Linked DNA regions of Oryctolagus cuniculus: region 2 is linked to region 1. A link is a contact called in public Micro-C data. All regions are on one chromosome and are shown on one strand. Each heading gives the region's core, a stretch centred on a gene start, on an enhancer-like site or on the middle of the called end of the contact. The rest is flanking DNA. Distances are from core to core; before and after follow the strand shown.

Region 1 (2,911 bases), core at 244-2,743:
TCTTACTGGCCTCTTATATTCCATTGCTTTAGACAACGGCTGGCACCCAATATGTATTCAATAGTAGGGCACCCAATATGTATTCAATAGTAATCTGTTTAAGAAATGAAAACACAAATAAACTTCTTCCTAAATAAGACTATTTTCTAATCAATTCAACCTCAGTGACTTCAAAGTGTTTTTAAGGAAAAAAAATGGAATAACAGCGGAACGTAAAATATAAAAGGGCATCCATCCACAACTTCATACTTCAAAACTAGCAAGCCTCATTCAACATTCAGTGAAACTAAGTGATCTATCTTCACTTCAAATATACAAAATACGCAATGTAAACAGCTACTGAAAGTTAGGTCAAGGGCAGATGAATGCAAATTGGATCACATCCTAGGACTGCCTGTTTTATTAGTGCAGGTGAGTTGCTACTAATCTCAGCAAAGCATAATAGAGATAGACTGAGGTATAAATTTTACTCACACATGTACCCAAGTTTTCTGAAAAGGTAAATTCCTCCCTTTCTCTGATACTATTTTCCCATTAATCATAATTCCCATTAAAAGGAACCCTACTGGGATAAAATCCAAGTACATAAGTGTAATGAGAAAACAAAAAATAAGCAAAAACATTAAAAAAAAACAGAGAAAATATTTAGGTGCAAAATAGTGATATGCACCTACTTTTAAAGTAGACTGAGATGGCCTGTGTTTGATTTAGTGACTGCATGTATATAACGAACCCTTTTAAAGTTGTACCTCTGGATGTGTGTCACAAAACACATCAACATTCTAAGTAGAAAAACTGTCAAGAGTCTATCACTAATCAAATTAGAGTCTGCTCATACTTTTCCCTTCCATAAACTCAACTGGGGAAGGAAAAAAAAAAGTGCCATTGAATAAAGACCTTTAAAATGCTTCTGTACTCAATCTAAATAGTGAGGAGTTTTTCCCATTATTTTGCAATACAGTATGTTCTGTCCAGGAATTTGTATTTTTAAAGGTTGCACTTAGCAAAACCTGAGGCCCCGGAAGAGTTCCACGAACGTGTTCACCCAAAAGTCCTGTTTAGACTTTCAGCATCAGAACCTCTCACTTCAGCTGCAAGGGAACAATTTTCACCAAGACGAACGCTGGCGTCCCACTACCAAAGCCTGCCCTCCTCTTGGGTTTTAAATATTCACGGGGCGCAGGAGTATACTGCAGGCCTGAGCGGCTGATCTCGTGGAAATGATTGGGGGTGACACTTGCAGGAGTTCCTTTAAGGGATCAGGCAGGGGAGATCTCGTCCGTACAAGCTTTTAGCTTCATCACTGGTTTTACGCTGGGGAAAATTACAGCCTGCCCTGCTTCAGGAGCGATTCTTGGGCAGGAGGAAAAGGAAACCCTAAGGTGAAAAGGAGAAGGCAGAGCGGCTGCGACCGAGAGCGAGGAGGGGCATACCTGGTTCACAGCATCCGTGGTGATGGTGGTCAGTCTGACAGTATTTGTCCCTTAAAGGCATTTTCAGTGGGTGCGACCTACTTTCCTTTCACTGGGAGAAGCTCTTCATCGCGCCTTGCCTGCGGAAAGCAGCACAAACTCGTCACGCACCCTGAACTTCCCAGGGGGGCTCCGGCTGCACTTCCCACACGCGGTCCCCCAGCACCCGCCTCCCCTTCGCCTTCAGCGTCGCGCGCGTTCCTCCCGAAACGAAAGCAGCAGGGCGCACGATCCCTTCCTCCAGCCCCCGACTCCTCGCACAGGTTCCTCGCCCTACCCGGAAACGCAGCCGCGGGCGCGCAGCGCAGCGCACGGCCAAGGCCTGGCCGGCGGGCGCGGGCGGCGGCGGCGGCGGCGGCGGCCTCGCCGTCCCGGGCGGGCCGGCGCGCGGCGAGGGGCCCTCGGGGCGCGGCGGGCACGGCCGGGCTGCGGGGCTCCGGGCCGGCCAGGGCTCCGCTCCCGCGCGCGGCCGGCCCCCCGGCCGGCCCACCCCGCGTCCTCCCGCCACGCACGTGCGTTGGGGTCTCCTCGGCGGGACCCCGGTCCCCAAAGCCCAAGTGCGCCCAACTTACTTAACTCCTAGGGCGGGCCGGCGGAAGGCAGGCGGGCAGGCCGGACGGCCACCGGGACAGCCTGGCGCGGGAGGCGGCCGCTGGCCCCACCTGGCGCAGCCCCCCTCGGACCGCGCGAAGGGAAGCGGGGTTCGGGCCGACGCGCTCCCAAAGAGTCCCCGCCGGCGCTGAGGCGGAAGCGCCGCAGCTCACCAGCGGCGGCGGCGGCGGCGGCTCACGGCGTCCCTCCGCGCTGTGGGGCGGCCGGGCGGGCGGCGCGCGGGCGCGGGCAGTTGACAGGAGGAACCGCCTGGCAGCCGCAGCGGCGGCCGCCGAAGGAGCCGGAGCCGGAGCGGGCGGGACCCGAGGCGCCCCTCGCCGGGGCAACGGCTGCCGCCGCCGCAGCCCGGCTCCTCCCAGCGCCGCTCCACCTGCAACGGTCCCTCAGGCTTTTGGAGAGGGCGGAGAAGAACGGGGGTCTCCCCCCACCGTGGGCTTTTTGGTAGTAGTTGTTGTTTCAGGAAACTTTTATTAAGTCGGTCTCTCTCTCTCTCTCTCTCTCGTCTCCCCCTCCCCGGAGAGCCTGAGCTGCCGCCGCGGAGCGGGTAGGAAGGGGGAAGCAGAGACTGTACGGCAGCGACAGGGAGCGACTGACTGACCCCGGACGGAGATGGGGCGAGGGCAGGAAGTGACAAGCTCGGCAGTGGGTGGGGGGAGTGTGGCCGGCGCGCCCGGGAGCGCCGCGCGCATGCGCCCGGCCGGGCAGGGGAGGGCGCCGGCCGCTCGGCCGCCCGCGCTCCCGCCCGCCTGCGCGCCCGCCGGCCGGCCGACGCGGACGGTGGCTGTCGCCGCTCGGCCCGGGGTGGAAGTGCGCGGCGGAGACCCGTT
Region 2 (2,927 bases), core at 112-2,611, 270 kb after region 1:
ATCCAACCCAGCTCTAGCCGTTGCGGCTGATTGGGGAGTGAACCAGTGGATGGAATACCTCTCTCTTTCTGCCTTTCCTTTTCTCTCTGTGTAACTGTCTCATATAAATAAATAAATCTTTTTTAAAAAACAATTTCAGCGAGCGAAGGGGTGGGAGTTGGGAAGGGCAGACAGTCTCAATCAGAGGCACAATTCTATAAACAGATGGAACGAGGCTCCACAAAGACTTTTTTTTCCAGAGGATAGTGAATTCATTGTATGGAAGGGGGCACTGGGGACCTAGGAAAATGGTGACCCCAAAGTTGATCCTGGAGTAAAAAGCAAGCAACCTCTTCTCCAAAGAGCCAGAGGGTAACCGGAACCCTGCGTGGAGCCGGGAATTACCATTAAGTGACGTAATACACGCAAGGCGCCCGGCTCCACAGAATGGGCGCGTGACGAATACCAGTTCTCGGTAAATATCCACTGAAGCGTTCGCAGGCCCTGGCTCTTGTCGCAAAAAGCTGGGGTCGGAGGCGCTCACTGCACTTGGCCAGGCCAAGGAGCCTTGGTCTCTTCCGGGAGGCTTTTCCGACCAAAGTCCCAGGAGCATTTGGAAAGCCAGGGCCGGTCCTTCGCCCCCGAGCAGCGGACACGTCAGCCCTCTCGGCGACATGCAGCAAACATGAACGGAGCGCCCTGCAAGCGCTGGATCCCGGCGCCGCAGACTGGAGCAGGACAGAAGGCGCGCGGCGAGCTCTGGAGAAGACCGGCATCCCGGGGAGAAAGTCAAGGCTCTGACTCCCAAGTTCTCCCCATCCTCAGCTCGGGCGCCGAGCCGGAAGTTGGGCAGTGGCCAATACCGACACGCCTACAAACTTGGCCTCCCGGGTTCCCGAGTACACACAGCTCGGTCCCCGAGGGCGGCTTGGCCGCCGGCGGCGCTGGGCTTAACGGGCGGGGCCAAGGAAGAGGGCGAGGCGGCTCCACCCTTGGGGCTCCCATGGCCCCTCGCGCCCCTCGGCCAGACGCTGACGTGTCCTTTCCTTCCCACTACACCTCCCGACACTACCTACGCCGGCTGCCCCGGAAGTCCCGCCCCATATTTATCCCGTCACCGCAAATCAGCTCTTTCAGCGCTTCCTGGTGCTCGCCCCTCGTTTTGGAACTGTGGGGCGGGGCTCCGAGGGCAGGGTGCCTATTGGCTCGAGGTCCGGCGGGCTCTGGGAGCTGATTGGCTGGAGGGCGGTGGCGCTCTGGCACGCTTGCGCGGCGAGTAGAACGTGTGGCGGCCGCGGCGATCGCGTCTCCTCTTTAGCTGTGAGTCCCGCTGTAGCTCCTGGAATCACCCGGCGCGTCCGATCCGTGCATTTCCTGCAGCAGGTCTCCTGCCAGCGCCTGGCCTCAGCAGCCTCTCACCAGCGCCCGACACCCACGTTGGTGCCTCCAGCCTGCCGGTCCGCACCACTCGCTGCCTTTGCTTCTCCACACATGGCCTCCTCCGCGCAGAGCGGCGGCCCTTCTGGGGGACCCGCGGTCCCCACCGTGCAGCGGGGCATCGTCAAGATGGTGAGAGCGGGGCCCGGGACCCCGGCCCCTCTGCCTGCCTTTGGGCTAGGGTCAGGCGTCGACTCTGCTTCCCCTCCCGCCAGCCTGCGTGACCCCCCAGGTCCCCTTTCTCCCGACCCCTTCCTCACTTTTCACCCCTCCTTGGAGTCCTCGCTAGACGGAAACTGGGACCGACTCCCCTCGGTCCTTGTCTTCCGGACACTCCGGCGTGCGGGGCCGCCGTGGTGTTCGCGGTCGTGGCGTTTGGATTCCCGGGCTGTTTGCAGGACTGATCGATTACTGACGGAGAGCGACGATTTGTTGATGTTTGCCCTCCCACTCGCCGTCTTTCTGTCCGTACTGACACAGGCTGAGCAGTTTGCAGGTTTGCGAGGTCCGGACAGGTGCTGTGTTCCGTGGCCACCGCGAAGGCTTCTCTCTGCCCGACGTTCAGTCATTAACTCCGAGTTCTCTCTGGCCCTCCAGCCGTCTTCTCCCTCGTATTTCTGGTGTCTAGTGTCTAGGCCCGAGAGCGCCGGGTCCTTGTGTCCTGACTCTTAACATGTTAGGCCGTTAGGAATCCTGGCGATCTGTGTTGCTACCCCGCCTCTTACAGATAAGGGGAGTCGGTTTAGGGAGAGCAGGAGACTAGCTTGAGGGCACATGGTGGTTTGGGTTGGCGCCAGGATGAGGGCCCGAGTGTTCTGATTCCCCACCCCGTGCTCCTTCCGCTGGGCAGTCTGCCTGATTTTGTTGTTCCCCACTTTCTTCATGTTTGACTTTAACCCTGCAAACTTCATTTTAAACATTTTAGCTGCATCATTTTGAAATATAAATTTGCTGTATCACCTGCCCCCTGGGTGATTCAACTCCCAACCTTCTCAAATCCTAGAACCTGACTTTTTTTTTTGGTTGTTACCATATTTTCTGGTTACAGTAACCGTAACTTCTGGATTTCATTTCAGATTACAATGCTGACTTTTCCATATGGAACAGCAAATATAGTTTATGACAGTTTCTTCCAAGCTATCATAGTTTTTGTTTTACAAAGTTTTTTTTTAATTAATTAATTTATTTGAGAGGTAGAGTTACAGAGAGAAGAGAGCAAGATGATCTTCCATCTGCTGCTTCACTCCCCAAATGGCTGCAACCGGTAGAGCTGGGCCAATCTGAAACCAGGAGCCAGGAGCTTTTTCCGGGTATCGCACGTGGGTGCAGGGGCCCAAGCACTTGGGCCAGCCACTGCTGCTTTCTCAGGCCATTAGCATGGAGCTGGATCAGAAGTGGAGCAGCCAGGAGTTGAACCAGCACCCATATGGGATGCCAGTGCTGCAAGTGGAGACTTAACCTAATATGCCACAGAGAAAGTTCCTTCCCCTCCATAAAGATAATTGTCCACC

Evidence for each region. Hi-C and Micro-C count contacts between places; a contact is called where the count stands out from the background.
Region 2: a contact with region 1 is called in a Micro-C map of ear pinna, with 5 times the contacts expected there. The contact joins the promoter of SND1 here to the promoter of ZNF800 in region 1. A contact is called at or near these places in 2 of 6 Hi-C or Micro-C datasets (ear pinna and an unstated tissue).

The regions. Positions count from the first base shown.
Region 1 is chr3:163,846,012-163,848,922 of mOryCun1.1, forward strand. It overlaps ZNF800 (zinc finger protein 800), which reads right to left and starts at 1,494. Exons shown (of 4, transcript NM_001171278.1): 1 at 1,434-1,494. The coding sequence starts at 1,494.
Region 2 is chr3:164,117,727-164,120,653 of mOryCun1.1, forward strand. It overlaps SND1 (staphylococcal nuclease and tudor domain containing 1), which reads left to right and starts at 1,362. Exons shown (of 24, transcript XM_002712078.5): 1 at 1,362-1,548. The coding sequence starts at 1,471.